Regions from separate parts of the Rattus norvegicus genome. Here regions 2 and 3 are each linked to region 1. The links are chromatin contacts, called in public Hi-C maps. All regions are on one chromosome and are shown on one strand. Each heading gives the region's core, a stretch centred on a gene start, on an enhancer-like site or on the middle of the called end of the contact. The rest is flanking DNA. Distances are from core to core; before and after follow the strand shown. Region 1 has its middle 160 kb from the start of Rnf144b. Region 2 holds the start of Dek (DEK proto-oncogene). Region 3 overlaps Rnf144b (ring finger protein 144B).

What was found. A called contact is a pair of places that touch in the nucleus more often than the background predicts.
Region 2: a contact with region 1 is called in a Hi-C map of the A7r5 cell line, with 5 times the contacts expected there. The contact joins the promoter of Dek here to the enhancer-like site in region 1. A contact is called at or near these places in 9 of 12 Hi-C or Micro-C datasets (the A7r5 cell line, Schwann cells, frontal cortex and 5 more).
Region 3: a contact with region 1 is called in a Hi-C map of the A7r5 cell line, with 4 times the contacts expected there. The contact joins two enhancer-like sites. A contact is called at or near these places in 11 of 12 Hi-C or Micro-C datasets (the A7r5 cell line, the Rat2 cell line, Schwann cells and 6 more) and 1 of 1 datasets of contacts at active chromatin or transcription factors (oligodendrocytes).

What each region holds. Positions count from the first base shown.
Region 1 is chr17:17,606,118-17,610,596 of GRCr8, reverse strand. No RefSeq gene overlaps it. Among named protein-coding and RNA genes, the nearest start is that of Rnf144b, 160 kb to the left of the region's middle. Within about 2 kb of position 2,681, at least 20 of the 93 cell types and tissues checked have an H3K27ac peak or open chromatin away from gene starts, as enhancers often do. A contact at or near this core is called in the A7r5 cell line, kidney and liver, where this site is marked.
Region 2 is chr17:17,785,233-17,789,711 of GRCr8, reverse strand. It overlaps Dek (DEK proto-oncogene), which reads right to left and starts at 2,573. Exons shown (of 11, transcript NM_001004255.1): 1 at 2,478-2,573; 2 at 1,961-2,120. The coding sequence starts at 2,111. It also overlaps a transcript of Rnf144b not described here.
Region 3 is chr17:17,739,022-17,743,500 of GRCr8, reverse strand. All of the region lies in intron 1 of Rnf144b (ring finger protein 144B), which reads left to right. Among named protein-coding and RNA genes, the nearest start is that of Rnf144b, 28 kb to the left of the region's middle. Within about 2 kb of position 1,775, at least 2 of the 93 cell types and tissues checked have an H3K27ac peak or open chromatin away from gene starts, as enhancers often do. A contact at or near this core is called in the A7r5 cell line, where this site is marked.

The DNA.
Region 1 (4,479 bases), core at 1,432-3,931:
ACTCACAAAGATCCACCTGGCTCTGCCTCCCAGGTCCTGAGATTGAAAGCATGTGCCACCATGCCCGCCTCTGGCTTTCTTTTGAAGACAGGTCTCTCACTGAACCCAGAGCTTGTCAGTAACTGAGCTTCTAGGTTCTCCCTACCACTCTGGGGGTTAAAGGCTACCACGCCTGGCTTTCCATGCTCACTGAGACTCTGAATTTGGGTCCTCATGCCTGTGTAGGCACATCCCCCTCCCTGAACGTATTTCTTCATCCAATTCTGCTTGGGTGTGCATTGTCTTGACTGGGCTTAGAGATTATAGTAAAAACGATTCTAAATTGAAATACGACTTCATGAGAAGATTAAATCTAGAAAGCTTTTGCAAGTGTCAGCCCCAGTGAGTGGCTTTTCAGGTAAAACCAGTCCCCAAGCTGCAGTTGAGTGGGCGAGGTGGCTAAAGTGTCAGGCAGAGTGGGCGGCAGGGAGGAGGGCTTTGCAGACTGACTTCCCATAGCCTCCTGCTTCTCTCCTGCTGTTGAAATGTTTATTTCTGATATGGCAAACAAAGAGACCGGTGACACCCTGTAGTGACAATTTGGGAGTCTTGGTTTCTTAAAAAACAAAACAAAACAGCAACCCCACAGAAATATTGTAAGCATTGGGGTTTAAATCTCGACTCGTGTCCAGACTGAACACACAAAACAACATGGTTCCATGTGGAGAGGTTTAATGAGAGAAGAAGAGTAGAAGATGAGAGGAATGGAGGGAAGGCGGGGAACAGGGAGAGAAGGGACAGGGACAAAGAGGAAGAGGGCACGAGAGCAGAGAAGAGAAGAAGAAGAACAAAGAGCAAGAGAGTGAGGAGAGGGCGAGCAGTCCCTTATATAGTGTCAGGCACAGCTGGCTGTTGCCAGGTAACTGTGGGGGTGGAGCTTAGACAGAATGTCAACAATAAGGATATGTTTTCATTTCAATCCCAGGCGTGGAATATGGGGCTGCTTCAGATGTTTGCAGCAGCTGACTATGATTTGCCTTGTGCTCTGGAGGGGGCATGATTTTGCCAGCTTTCTGCAAGCTTGTGTGATGGTTGGACTTTTGGAGACTTTGCAGAGGGTGTATAAATGCTAGGGTCCCGAGAGGGTTGTTGGGTTTGGTTGTTGTTGATTGTGGTTGGCCATGGTTTGTTAAGTAGTTATGTGAAAAGAAGAAACAAGAAGAAATCAGCTACCCTTCGCAATGAAGATCAAACTTGCCTCAAGGAACTCCATGCCCCCCAATCAGCAGGAAGTAGTCTAATGATAACATCGCCCCCTTTCTAACCCCTGGCTTTCCTCTCTATTCATTTTCTCTCTCTTATCTACTGTTAGGGGGTTGAAAGGGTGGAAGAAAAGGTGTGGAGAAAGTCAGGCTACAACAGTTTTAGAAAAACCCAAAAGAACAAAATTAGAATATTCCTTTCCCTGTGTGTGTGTGTGTGTGTGTGTGTGTGTGTGTGTGTGTGTGTGTGATAGGCATGCATGAGAGGAACAAGTGCCAGCCCGCAAGCAGAGGCCAGAGAAAGACATCCAGGGTCCTGCTCCATCACTTTCTGTCTTACTTTCTTGAGTCAGGATCTGTCACTGAGACTGGAACTAGGCTGCTGGCCATTAAATCCCAGTGATTGCTCTTTCTGTCTCTGCCTCTGTCTCTCTGTCTCTGTCTCTGCCTCTGTCTCTGCCTCTGTCTCTGTCTCTATGTCTCTGTCTCTATCTCTCTGTCTCTGTCTCTCTCTGTCTCTGTCTCTCTCTGTCTCTATCTCTCTGTCTCTGTCTCTGTCTCTCTCTCTCTGTCTCTGTCTCTCTCTCTGTCTCTGTCTCTATCTCTCTGTCTCTGTCTCTCTCTGTCTCTGTCTCTGTCTCTCTGTCTCTCTCTGTCTTTGTCTCTCTCTCTTGTCTCTGCCTCTGTTTCTTTCTTTCTCTCCTGTACAATGACCTCTCCACCTTTTTTTTTTAAATTAAGAAATATTTATTTTTATTATTATGTGTAGGAATCTGTCTCTGGGTGTGGGTACATGCCAGTGCCAAAGAGACCAGAGGCATCAGGTCCTCTGGAACTGGAATTACAGGCTGTCATGTGCTTCATGACAAGGGAACTGAGAACCCAACCAGGGTCCTTTGGAAGAACAACAAGTTGTCTTACTCACTATGCCATCTCTCCAGGAGTTACCAACCCACCACCAATATCTTATTTTTTGAAAAATGGTTTTTTAAAACAGTTTATATGTAAAAGTGTTTGCCTATATGTATGTTTGTACACCGGGAACATGCATGATGCCTGTGCAGGCCAAAAGAGGGTGTCAGACCCCCTGGGTCTGGAGTTAGAGATGGTTATGAGCCAATCCGTGTGCTGGGAAGAGAACCTTGGCAAGAACAGCCAGTGTACTTTAACACTGAGCCAACTCCAGTCCTCACACTGCTTTTTGATCCAGGGTCCCTTACAGGACCTGGGGCTCCCTAATTAGGTCAGGCTGGTAAGTCTCGGGGAACTGTACATCGCTACCTCTGAGGCACTTGTGGGTTCCAAGTACATATCAACACTCTGCACCTTTTCTTCTTTCTCTAAACATGAATTCTGAGAGTTGAACGCTTATGGACTGAGCTATCTCCCCTGCTCAGGAGAATTCCTTTCTGACAGTCTGTATGGAATGTTAACTATGCGGCAGGCATCCAGGCGTGGATGAGAGTCAAGTGAGGAGCGTGACTTAGCAGGACACAGCTCAGGTTCTACAGGGGAAGACCGGCTGCTTCTAAAGCGATTCTTATACAAATCTTTGTTACCCGGCGAGTAACAAAGACATAAATTAGACAGGGAGTTGAGTAGATGTAACCGCCTGGAGACTTGGGGAGGGGCCAGGGAAGAATTGACCTGGTCAGAGAGTGGAAGGTGGCAAAAGGGACATGGGAAAAAGAATGGACAGTCTTGAGGAAAATGGTCACACATGAGGTCTTCCAGGTCACTTGGTGGAGAATCACTAAGGACTAGATTCCTTGGAGTATCTGAGTGGACAGTCACTCTTTTTTAGACCTAGACAATGTGAGGCAGGATATAGGGATTGCACCTCCTTGAGAGAGTGAAAAAGGACAAGAAGGTCATTTCCAATGGAATGCACAGAACACAAGGCTTTCACCTTCGCCATTGAAGCAGCTAAGCCAGGGAGAGAGCAGAGGATTTATGTATTTATGTATTTATGTATTTATGTATGTATGTATTTATTTATTTCTGATTCCCTTTGTTAGTATTTATTGAGAACTTACTTTCTGGGCACCATGGAATGCCCCAGATCATAGGAATGTGCAGTCAGACGGGGGACAGGGAGGACACAGGATTTATTTTATTGGTTGAAATCAGAAATGAACAAGACCGAGGAATATTAGCTGGTTGATGACAGAATTCACACTTTAGACCAGCAGAGAAAGAAAACACTTTAGTTAGCACATTCACAGAGAGCAGAGGGCAGGGAAGTGGAAAACGGTTTTTTTGTTTTTCAATTAAAAGGTAGTTAGCCCAGCAAGGACTCATTTCCAGAACCCTTTCCTGCCTCCTCGCACTGATTAGGCAATAGTGTTAGACAATGAAGTCCATCTCCCACCTAAGGGATGAGACAGTCGCTGTTAGCATTCTTTCTAGGCTCCACCCCACAGTTACCTGGCAACAGCCAGGTATGCCTGACTCCGGTTAAAAGGGGTTGCTTGCCCCCTCTTTACTCTCTTGCTCACTTGCCCTCCATCCCCTCTGTGCCCTCTCTCCCCATTCCCCTACCCACCCCTTCCACGTGTTCATGGCTGGCCTCTTCTCTCTCTGTTTCTGTCTCTCTCGGACTGTTAGTCTCTGTGTGTCTCCCTCCCCCGCACCGCCCCCACCCCTTGTCTTTCTCTGTCTCTACTACCTCCTCAACTCCCCTCCTCATGCCCTAAATAAACTCTGTTCCACACTAGTATAGTATGACTGGTAACTCAGGGCATGAGCCTGCAGAGGCAGCCCCTACCCCTTCTAAAGACCCCCACGCTCCTACCAAACATATCCCTGGCTTCTCTTTCTTTTTTTATAAAACACAACAGTCACCTCCTATATCAGGGATAAAAGAACGTCATGGTCAAGCTTGCTTGCTAGCGGGGGTTTGGGTCTTGGCCGCCCTGTTTTGCAAAAATGCCTCGCAAGCTCCTCTCTTTGATCATGTGTTCCCTTGGGCGACACAGATATCATTCTTTATTCTTTGAGGTAACAGGAGAACCACTTGCTTGTGGCAATAAGCTGCAAGGTGGGAGCAATTTTCAGTAGCGTGATTCCCGCCATGTTATCAAGGCCTGTCCTGATTGGTTGATGTTCGGTTCTGATGGGCGAGCGCACTGTGCTAGCATTTCCCATCATGCAATTTTCACCATGCAAATGAAGGCAGTTGTATGGTGTTGGGCTGTGGCTGATTCTGCTGAGCCGTGACATTCTGCAGGGTGGAGAA
Region 2 (4,479 bases), core at 1,324-3,823, 180 kb before region 1:
AGTGATCTAACCCTGGAACAGAGCTTTCAAACTAAGTAAAGCACACCCCACTGTAACCTTGAAGCCCCACTATGTCCTGCAGGAACCCAAACAATATATCCAAAAGACTCAGGACCACTGCCAAGCTGGCCCACCTGCTTTTCTACAGCACAGCATCATCATCCGAACCCTACAGAGGAAAGCTGAGAGCCACAGTTCTGACTCTCACCTCCCCAGAACCACTTCCAATTCTTGCCATACGTCACAGACTTCAGTAATTTCACTGTCCCCACATCTTTCTGTCATTAAACTGAAGGTAAGCATTCTGGGACAAGCAGAACAGAAACCTGCAATTCCAGTTACCCCAAACACCCCAAAGAGAAAACTAAGTAATTACTAAGTAATTATGAACAAACTCTAAAACCGTGAAGGACTAAACCTACAAAAATCACTTTTAAACGCACAACTGACTTATTCAGCTAGAACAAAATCCAGGGTCTTATGCATCACTCACTGCCAGCCTCCGCAAACATTACTGTTTGGGCCTTCTGTATCCAACTTCGAAATGTCTTTCTGCCCAAGAAAACTCACCGCCTCTATAATCACAACTCTGCCCCTCTAGGAAGTTGAAGTCTTAGCTACACTGAGCTACTGTAGTCAACGTTTAGCCATTACATTATTGTTAGCATTCCTTCTAGGCCCTGCCCAACAGTTACCTAGCAACAACCAGGTAAGCCTGGCTTGCTATAAAAGGGTCTGTTTGGCCTCTTAACTCTCTGCCCCCCTTTTTCCTCTCCCATTCCCCCTTCCCCCTATGTTCCTGGCCTGTGTCTCTCTCTCTACTCCTTTCTTAACTCCCCTTCTCATGCCTCCAAATAAACTACTTTATACTACACGCATGGGGGGGCTGGTACCTCAGGGAGGAGGGATGTCTTAGCATAGACCCACCGAGGTACGTCCCCCCGTTACATCATACATACGTACATATCACTGACTTTATAAAACACCAATTATAAATAACCTAAAAGTAATTGAAACAATTCTTACTAAAATTTATAACTAGAGCCAATGCTGTACTTAAATGACACACCCCCAAAAGGTCTTAGGGCACATACCACTTCAAATAATAAGTACGCCTTGAACTCTTAACCTAGATGATATTTATGAAAAGAAGTGGCAGTTTGGGAAGAGCACTTTAACCTTTAGGCCTGCTCTCAAGTTTGGCTGCGCTGTGGCCATCTGTACCATTAAGTTGAGACTGTGAAGTTGTGCCTGGGGTCTTCTAGCAGCTGAGACTAGTCCAGAAGACTGCTGTAGAGGAACAGCATGCGCTCTGACTGACACAATGCTTGCTACTTGACACAGCTCAGCCTCTATTCAAATGATGCTTCTTACCACCTTCCTTGGGTCAGAATTAGTTCCAAAACCGAGACAGCTGTGGGCTCACATGTTAACTTTCAGTTCAGTTTTCTCGTTTTTTAACTACTTTCTCCAACAACAACAGCTTTCACCCGTGAGCCCTAGGCAAACAAAAGCGCTCCCCCAAGAACCCTTACTGAAAAAGAAAAAAAATCAGCAGATACAAAGAGCCGAGAATATGGACATGAAAAAACATTTCCAGGATTAGTAAGAATACCTGTAGTGTTAAGTTCCATTACTGAACCTTAGTTAGGGTAACTTCAAAAGGCAGATCTGACTTACAAACTTCTGGGTGAACGACGAAGCGTTCTGAAGGCACACTGGGAAAACTCTTGCTACACTTGCACCAAAACCCCGGCAAATACTCAAAAGGAGAGAGAGAGGGGGGGGGGGGAGATATCACAGATTTTTCTACCACTAATTGTTAGCAATCGCGTGAAATCAACCACTCCGACTTAATGCTTCTAAGCATTAAAAAGCAAGATAACTGCTCCCCAAAGGAGGGGAGGGGGTAACTTTTGATGTGAAGAAATCCACCGGGGGGATGCGCATCCCTGCCCACCTTTTTCTTCCTCCTCATCCTCATCGTCGTCGTCCTCCTCCTCTTCCTCCTCACTCTCCTCCCTGGGACCCGGCATCTCAGGTTCCTTCTCGGACGCGGGCGGCGTGGGGGTGTCCTCTCCCTCCGCAGCGGGGGCTGCCGCCGCCGACATGCTGGGAGCCTGCGGGCGGGGAAGAAGCCGCACGCTTCGGTTCGCTCGCCTGCTCGTTCGCTCCCGCGGGCAGGAGCGTAGCGACCGCCCCGTGTTAGCTCTCCTCCAAGTCGCCTACCCTATCTGTCACTCCGCCCGCCTCCCCGGGGATGCCCGAGGCGGGAAACCGCACCGCCCCTCAGCCGCCAGCGCGCGCTCCCGCTCGGCCTGCGCCGCCCGGGGCCGGGCCAGGCCAGTCTGGCCAAGGCGAGCAGAGCCGAGCCCCGTCCCCTCCCCCGCGGCAGGCCTCCGTGCTTATGGCCGCGTCTCCTCCCCGCTGCCCCGCCACGGGGGGCGGCAGCCGCGCCTCCCTGCTGCGGTCCTCACCGCGGGTGCGCACGAGAAGGCCGCCGCTGAGTGGAAGGCGCGCGGGCCGAGGTCCTCGCGAAGCCGCGCGCTCGCTCTCGGTTCCTCAGAATCAACAAGATTTTCAAAATGGCGGTTCGGGAAGCAGAGCGGGAATGCGCCGGCCAATCAGCGCGCTGCGCTGGGAGTTGGCGCGCGCGGGAGGGAGGGCGGGAGGGCGCGGGAGGCGGGCGTCGTCGTCTCCCTCTTGCTGCTCGGGAGGAGTCGGGGGCGGGAGGGGTCTGCGGTCCGCGGCAGGACCGGGTCGCGACGCCCGGCGGGTGGGTGCTCGGGGTGGCGGGCGCGAGCCGGGGCCTCCGCGCTGAACGGTCGGACGCTAGGGGGCCTGCGAGCTTCTAACCTCCCGATCTGGAGAAAATGACCGGCTGTCCTGGGCCCGCGGAGCCGGGGAGCGGCTGGAGGTGGCGAAGTTGAGGGATTCGCAGAAGTCTTTTCCCCGCACGGCTTCACCCTACAGTAATCACCCTACAGACCGGGTTGACCGGGAGCCTCCACGTTCGTCTCCTAGAGCTCGTTCGAGATGAAGGCTCCCAAGTGTGACCTACTTGTGAGGTTTCGCGTCGCCAGTACGCTGCACCGTGACAAGGACCCACCACCACGTTAAGGGCTCACACCACCAGCGACATAAATAGGTTTCAAACCGGTGAATGTAAGACAAATCATTCTTTTCCTTTCCCTCCCCCTTGGTCTCCCCTGTAATGCAGATAGAATATTTGTCCAATCCACACTCTCCTGTCAAGAATTCTAGGCAAACCCAGTGATCCTTTTAGAGTCCACAGTTTAAAAACAATATCTCCTCACGTACTCTCTCTCTTACCCTGAGAACACTAGCTGCCCGAATGATCTTTCCCTACCCTTTCGTTTTGTTTTGTTTTGTTTTTTAATCCAGTCAACTTGGTGGAAATATGGTTGGTTTCATTTGCCATGATAGACTCCCAAGTTGCGGGACAAAAGTTAGACTTTATCCTCTTCTGCGTCCCTTTTAGAAGAAGCAAAGTCCTGCTATTTCTGCTTTCAGATCTTAGGCCATTTCCCAGTCTACTGGTTCTGCCCACCTTTCTTTGCTCATTGTTAAGTTTGGATTGCAGCAAAGCCTCCTCCCACTAGTCACATCCCAGCCAAAGCAATTTCATTTAGTTTGACCTTCTGCTTAAAACCTCAGATGGCTGCATCATAACTTGGAATAACCCTCAAATTTCCGTATGAAAATGTGTAAGATGCTACATAATGCGGCTACTGACTGTCTGATAGCTCCCTGATATGATTGGCCATTCAGTCACACAAGCCTTACCTCGGGTTCCTGCACACGGCTGTCATTCATACTATCTGGTCTTTACACTTCAATGGCCAGGGTTGCTTCTTCTTATTAATCCTCAGTGAACTTGATCCTTTCCATCACTTATTTCTGACCAAGTGTTTTTCCTCCCTCCAGGCCATCACTGTTTTGATACCATTCTCAATTGTTGCTTTATAAGTACTAAGTCCTCTGTCCCTCACCACAGGGCTGCCAGAGGGCCAAGGGAGCTTTTCTTATTAAAGCTCAATGATTAAAGGAAGTTTTGTTAATAAAATGACACTTGAAAAAAAAAAAACCCTTACAATGAGAGACAAGAGTATGGGTGTGCTCTAAAGGGTTATCTAAGTTACTGGATGTGGGAAATAAGGGATAAGAGGATGAGAGTGAAGACTGGTTTTGTTCAGACAGTTGGATTGGGAGAAGGAAGGTTGAAGGAGATGGGAGGAGCTTGTGGGAGGTCTGAACTTACTTTGTTTTAGAGATGTTAGAAGATTGAGATGTGTCATCACCAAAGCGGAAATTAAAATAACCTGTCTTAGTTGGGATTTTACTGCTGTGAACAGACACCATGACCAAAGCAAGTCCTGTAAAGGACAACACTTAATTGAGGCTGGTTTATAGGTTCATAGGTTCAGAGGTTCAGTCCATCATCATCAAGGTGGGAGC
Region 3 (4,479 bases), core at 526-3,025, 130 kb before region 1:
AGCATCCATGTGGGTGCTGGGAACTCAAACCGGGTCGTCTGGAGGAGCAGTCAGTGCTCGTAGGCTCTGACAGGCTTTTCTCCCGTCCCTCTATCTCTTTTCTTTACAATTCTTTCCTAATGATTCCAGTAAGCCGTCAGCATTTGACTAAGTCTCTCCTTAATTACACTGAGAAGATGTATGCTCTTCAGAAGAAACCGAAGACAGACACGCACACAGGAGTAACCCTCTAATAGCAAGCAGGAACCTCTAGCCTTGGGACTCCCAGGCTCACTTCATCTGATGGTGGGACGTTTTCACAGGCCTTAGAGCTACAGGACCTGAGTCCTGAGTCCTGGACCAATCATCTCCCAGCATTCCCTCTTTCCTACTTCAGTTCCTGTAATCTGTGGGGTCGGCATGACTCTGAGGTGACATGTATAGACGGGGCTTGCAAAGAACTGCCCTGTCTCCACAGATGTTTTTTAAAAATAGCTTTGGAACATGCAGAGAGCTCTGAACAGGGAGCCAGGGAGCTCTGTGCCTGGTCCTCGGGGTGGTTAACTTTTTGCCACTGTAACACATCCCTGAAGTGAAAACTTAGGTAGAAACAAGGTTTATTTGGGCTCATGGTTTCAGTCCATGGCTTTTGGGCTTGTGCTGAGGTCATGCGTCATATCAGGAACCCATGGCCAAACGTTTCCTAGCCAACAACAAAGCAGAGTGGAGAGGGAGCCTGGATAGCTCGCAGTGGCCTGTCATTGCAGTTTCCCGTGACCTAAGACCTGCTCTGCCCTGTCTCTTAAAGCATCCCCCGCCCCAGCACTACACTGAGGACCAAGCCTTCCACCCCTGGAGTCTGGGGACAGACACATCCACCGCCATTACCCTGATTTGCTGCCTCTCACCCTCAGTAACAATGGAGTCTCACTATACCAAGCCCACTCCCTCATCATAGAACCCTGCAAATTGAATCAGAACACTCCTTACGATATAAGGCTTTTGAAACAGGAGCTCTAAGCTCTAAGCCTGGCTGTCATGGAATTCACGATTGTAGACCAGGCTGGCCTCAAACTCACGGAGATCCGTCTGCCTCTGGCTCCAGAGTGTCAGAACTAGAGGTATGCGCCGCCATGCCTGGCTCGGACATGGGGTATTTTATGATTCCAAGAATTTAAATCATTTGCAAAGGAAACACCAGGACACACCCAGCATCGGTACCGTACAATATGCCAAGTTTGAACTAGGAGGTTAGGAGGTGGCTGTTTTAGGAGGATAGGAATTGGCCCTCCCAATGATTGGAGCTTTAGGACAGAAAATGAATGTGTTGGGCCTATGTGGCCAGGCCTTCAGAAAATCAGGGTGCTGGCTCAGACTGGTTCAAGTGGTGAAGATGCAGGGATTTGGGTGGGCTTGAAAGAGTGTTAACAGACACCTCCCACCCAGCTGGATTCGGTGTTGTCAGGATCTAAGGCCACAGGGATTGTCAGGGTCAGCAACTCCAGGGCTGCAAGTTACAAGAGAAGAAGGTCTTGGTGACAAGGACAATGAAGTCAGAGAGGACCCGATTACCCTCTGCCTCTACGCAGCGAGAGCGGTCAGCTTAAACTGTAAATCGGATGACTTCTCGCTGCACATTACATTTTCTTTAAGCCGCGTCTTGAAATTAAACTGCAGTCCCTTACCATGGGCTCTTGCACTCTGGAAGGAATTGATTCTTGCTTATCTCTCTAATTCCCTTCCCCATGGTTCCACCCCACCTCTTTCCAAGTCCCAGCCACTAGTCACAGCAGGGAGTTTGGAGCCACTAAGCTGCCAGGCATGCGAGCATGCACAGGGGCAGCCTCTCCCTCCCTCTTCTTCATGGGGTCGGCTGTCCGTCCGTCAGCTTTAATTCTGTAGTTTAACTTTCACTATTCTTTCAGGCAGGCTTTTTTTTTTTTTTTTTTTTGATTACTCTACCTAGAGTTCTGTTTATTTTCTTAACCACCTCCACAGTCTATAGTTAGCATGCTCACACCCACGACGGGACGAATGAGAGAGCCAATGAGATAACACCTACTCCCTTCCCCCTTCTCATATCCGAGCTCGACTTTGTAGCTTATTCATCTCTTCAAAGTAATATAATAACTTCTGGCCATGAAGCAGCGTCCGAGCTAAGGAAGCCATGTTCAAGTGTTCAAGGAAGAAAACGAAGACCAGAGAAAATCAGAACTAGGCTATTTTGCTAATACACATCATAAACATTGTATGTAACAATCGGGGTACTATATGGCTGTTTAATGAGTGTTTATATTACAATCTAAATCAGGTTAAATGTTAGTGCACTCAGTCATCATTTCCGGTTTTAACGGTTTATTTGACTTCTATCGATATGACTGTATTTGCGCATGCACACAAGTTTGGAGGTGCCTGGGGAGGGAGGCCAGGAGAGGGCATTAGATCCCCTGGAACTGGAGTTCTGAGCGGTTACTAGTTTTCTGACATGAGTGCTTGGACCCAAACTCCAGTCCTCTGTGAGAGCAGCAAGTGTTCTTAACCTCCAAGCCATTTCCCCAGCCTCCAGATCTCCCATTTCCTCACAGCTTGAGACACATCCTTTACCGGCAGTGGCTCTCTGGTGTTGAACCTTCCTAGAACAGCTCACTTCTGTTACCGGAGCTATCACTTCCTCCTTGCCGAAGTGTTTCAGTGAATAGTAACAATATGTAACTAACTATACAAGGTTTATACCAAAAATAAATGCTCCATTATGCCTGGATTATGGTACACTAGCCCCTTTCCTAGCTGACTTTCCTCTCCATTTTGTGACACACTTGTATCTACTTGGGTCTATATCCCTCCCCTCTCCAAGTTGCCTTCATTCAGCCCGCACAGCATTTTATAATGTGAGAACAGTCTGGCTCACTCACTGGAGAGTTTTGAAAGCTGGTTCTTCACTTTAAAAGGCAGTTGAGAGCAATAGCTATCTTTCCCAAACCTAAAACAAGTGGCTCGTCCCTCAGAAGGCCTTTGGACAGCAGAGTCTACATCCCGCTAGGAAGTCTCACATCCTCTTGATCTGTGCTGCTCTCCCCAGACTTTGCGCTAGGCTAGCCCTCCCCTGCACAGACCCACACTTATCTGGCATAAGTAACTGTCGACCTGGTCTTTCACCGACAGCACTGCAGAGCGGGCATCCGAGGAAGCCTCGGGGTGTGCATCGGAGGAAGCCCCTGCTATTTCTAAAACTTCTGAAGATCCACCCAGGATGGATCTGGGAATGTTTATCATTTTTGTGTGGGAGGGGACTGGGAGGATTGGGAGGTTGGTGAGTGAAAACTAGGTGAGAAATTCCTCACCAGATTGTTAACTTGCCATGTGATACATAGAGGAAAATGCTCTGCTCGCCTTGCTTGACTCCTAGAACCAACTGCTCATCCACCTGACTCCGAGGTGGGGGCGCACAGTTGCAGACAGGGCTGTGAATGGTCAAGGAACAGCAGCGTATTTCTGAAACAGACAAGCAGGTATAGTGTGTGTATGTGTTTGCATCACATGGGTTATGTGTGCAAATATCTTTCAACGCTGGAGCGCACAGCGGACCTGTGTTTCTTGCTGTTCACCTGCACCTTGAACCCATCAATAAACAGTCTTGCCGCTTGGTGAGCACCCTTTGCTCAGAAATCCTTGTTGTATTTGTAACAGGGCCAAGTTCATGGGTTTTCTCAAAAACAGTTCCAAACCTGAAGCTTAAACGGCATTTAAGTCTTTACGTCATACGGTTGACCTAATGATAGTCTGAGTTCTAGGAATTTAATCCCAACACTGGAGAGGCAGCATGTCAGATCCCTACGGCCCACACGAACACATAATTAAATAAGATAAACTCGAAGATAAGTTGAACGGTTAAACTGGAGTCACAGTAAGATTTATAACACCGTCAGGTGTTTCATCTTCAATAGACCCAACCTCCAAAAACATCGTGGTTTGTGAGTCTGAGGAGAGGCCTCAGGTCATTGCTGGAGTTAACCAATGTCAAGATGAAAATCTGATAATGTGCTTACGACAGCGGAAGCAGCCAACTGCTTATGTATACATTTCTCCCAATTTCGCCGCAAACATGTCCGGATCTGTTCCCCCTTTTTATGTGAACACAAAGCCTTGAAACTGGCAAAGTCGTTGCCAAAGACCCATCAGTGGGTCTGAGTGTTGCGTAAGCGCACTCCATTCCGCAGCTGCAGACGATCAGCCGCAGTCTGTGAGGACAGGGTTCTCAAAATAGGGACTCATTTTTTGATGTGAATGGCCATTGCTTTTTCAAGCACATCTGTGGTTCTGAGTTTGCACTTGGTTACTGATGTCACTTTGTCCTGCCTCCCTGCCTGTGACTGTGGGTCTGGGGAGGGTGGCAAGTCATCTCATGTTCAACACCAACTTTGCTGAATCAGAAATGCAGACCTCGGTATTTTAACCAGGATATACTCCCACGTTTGAGCTCATTGCAATGGGAAAGATCTA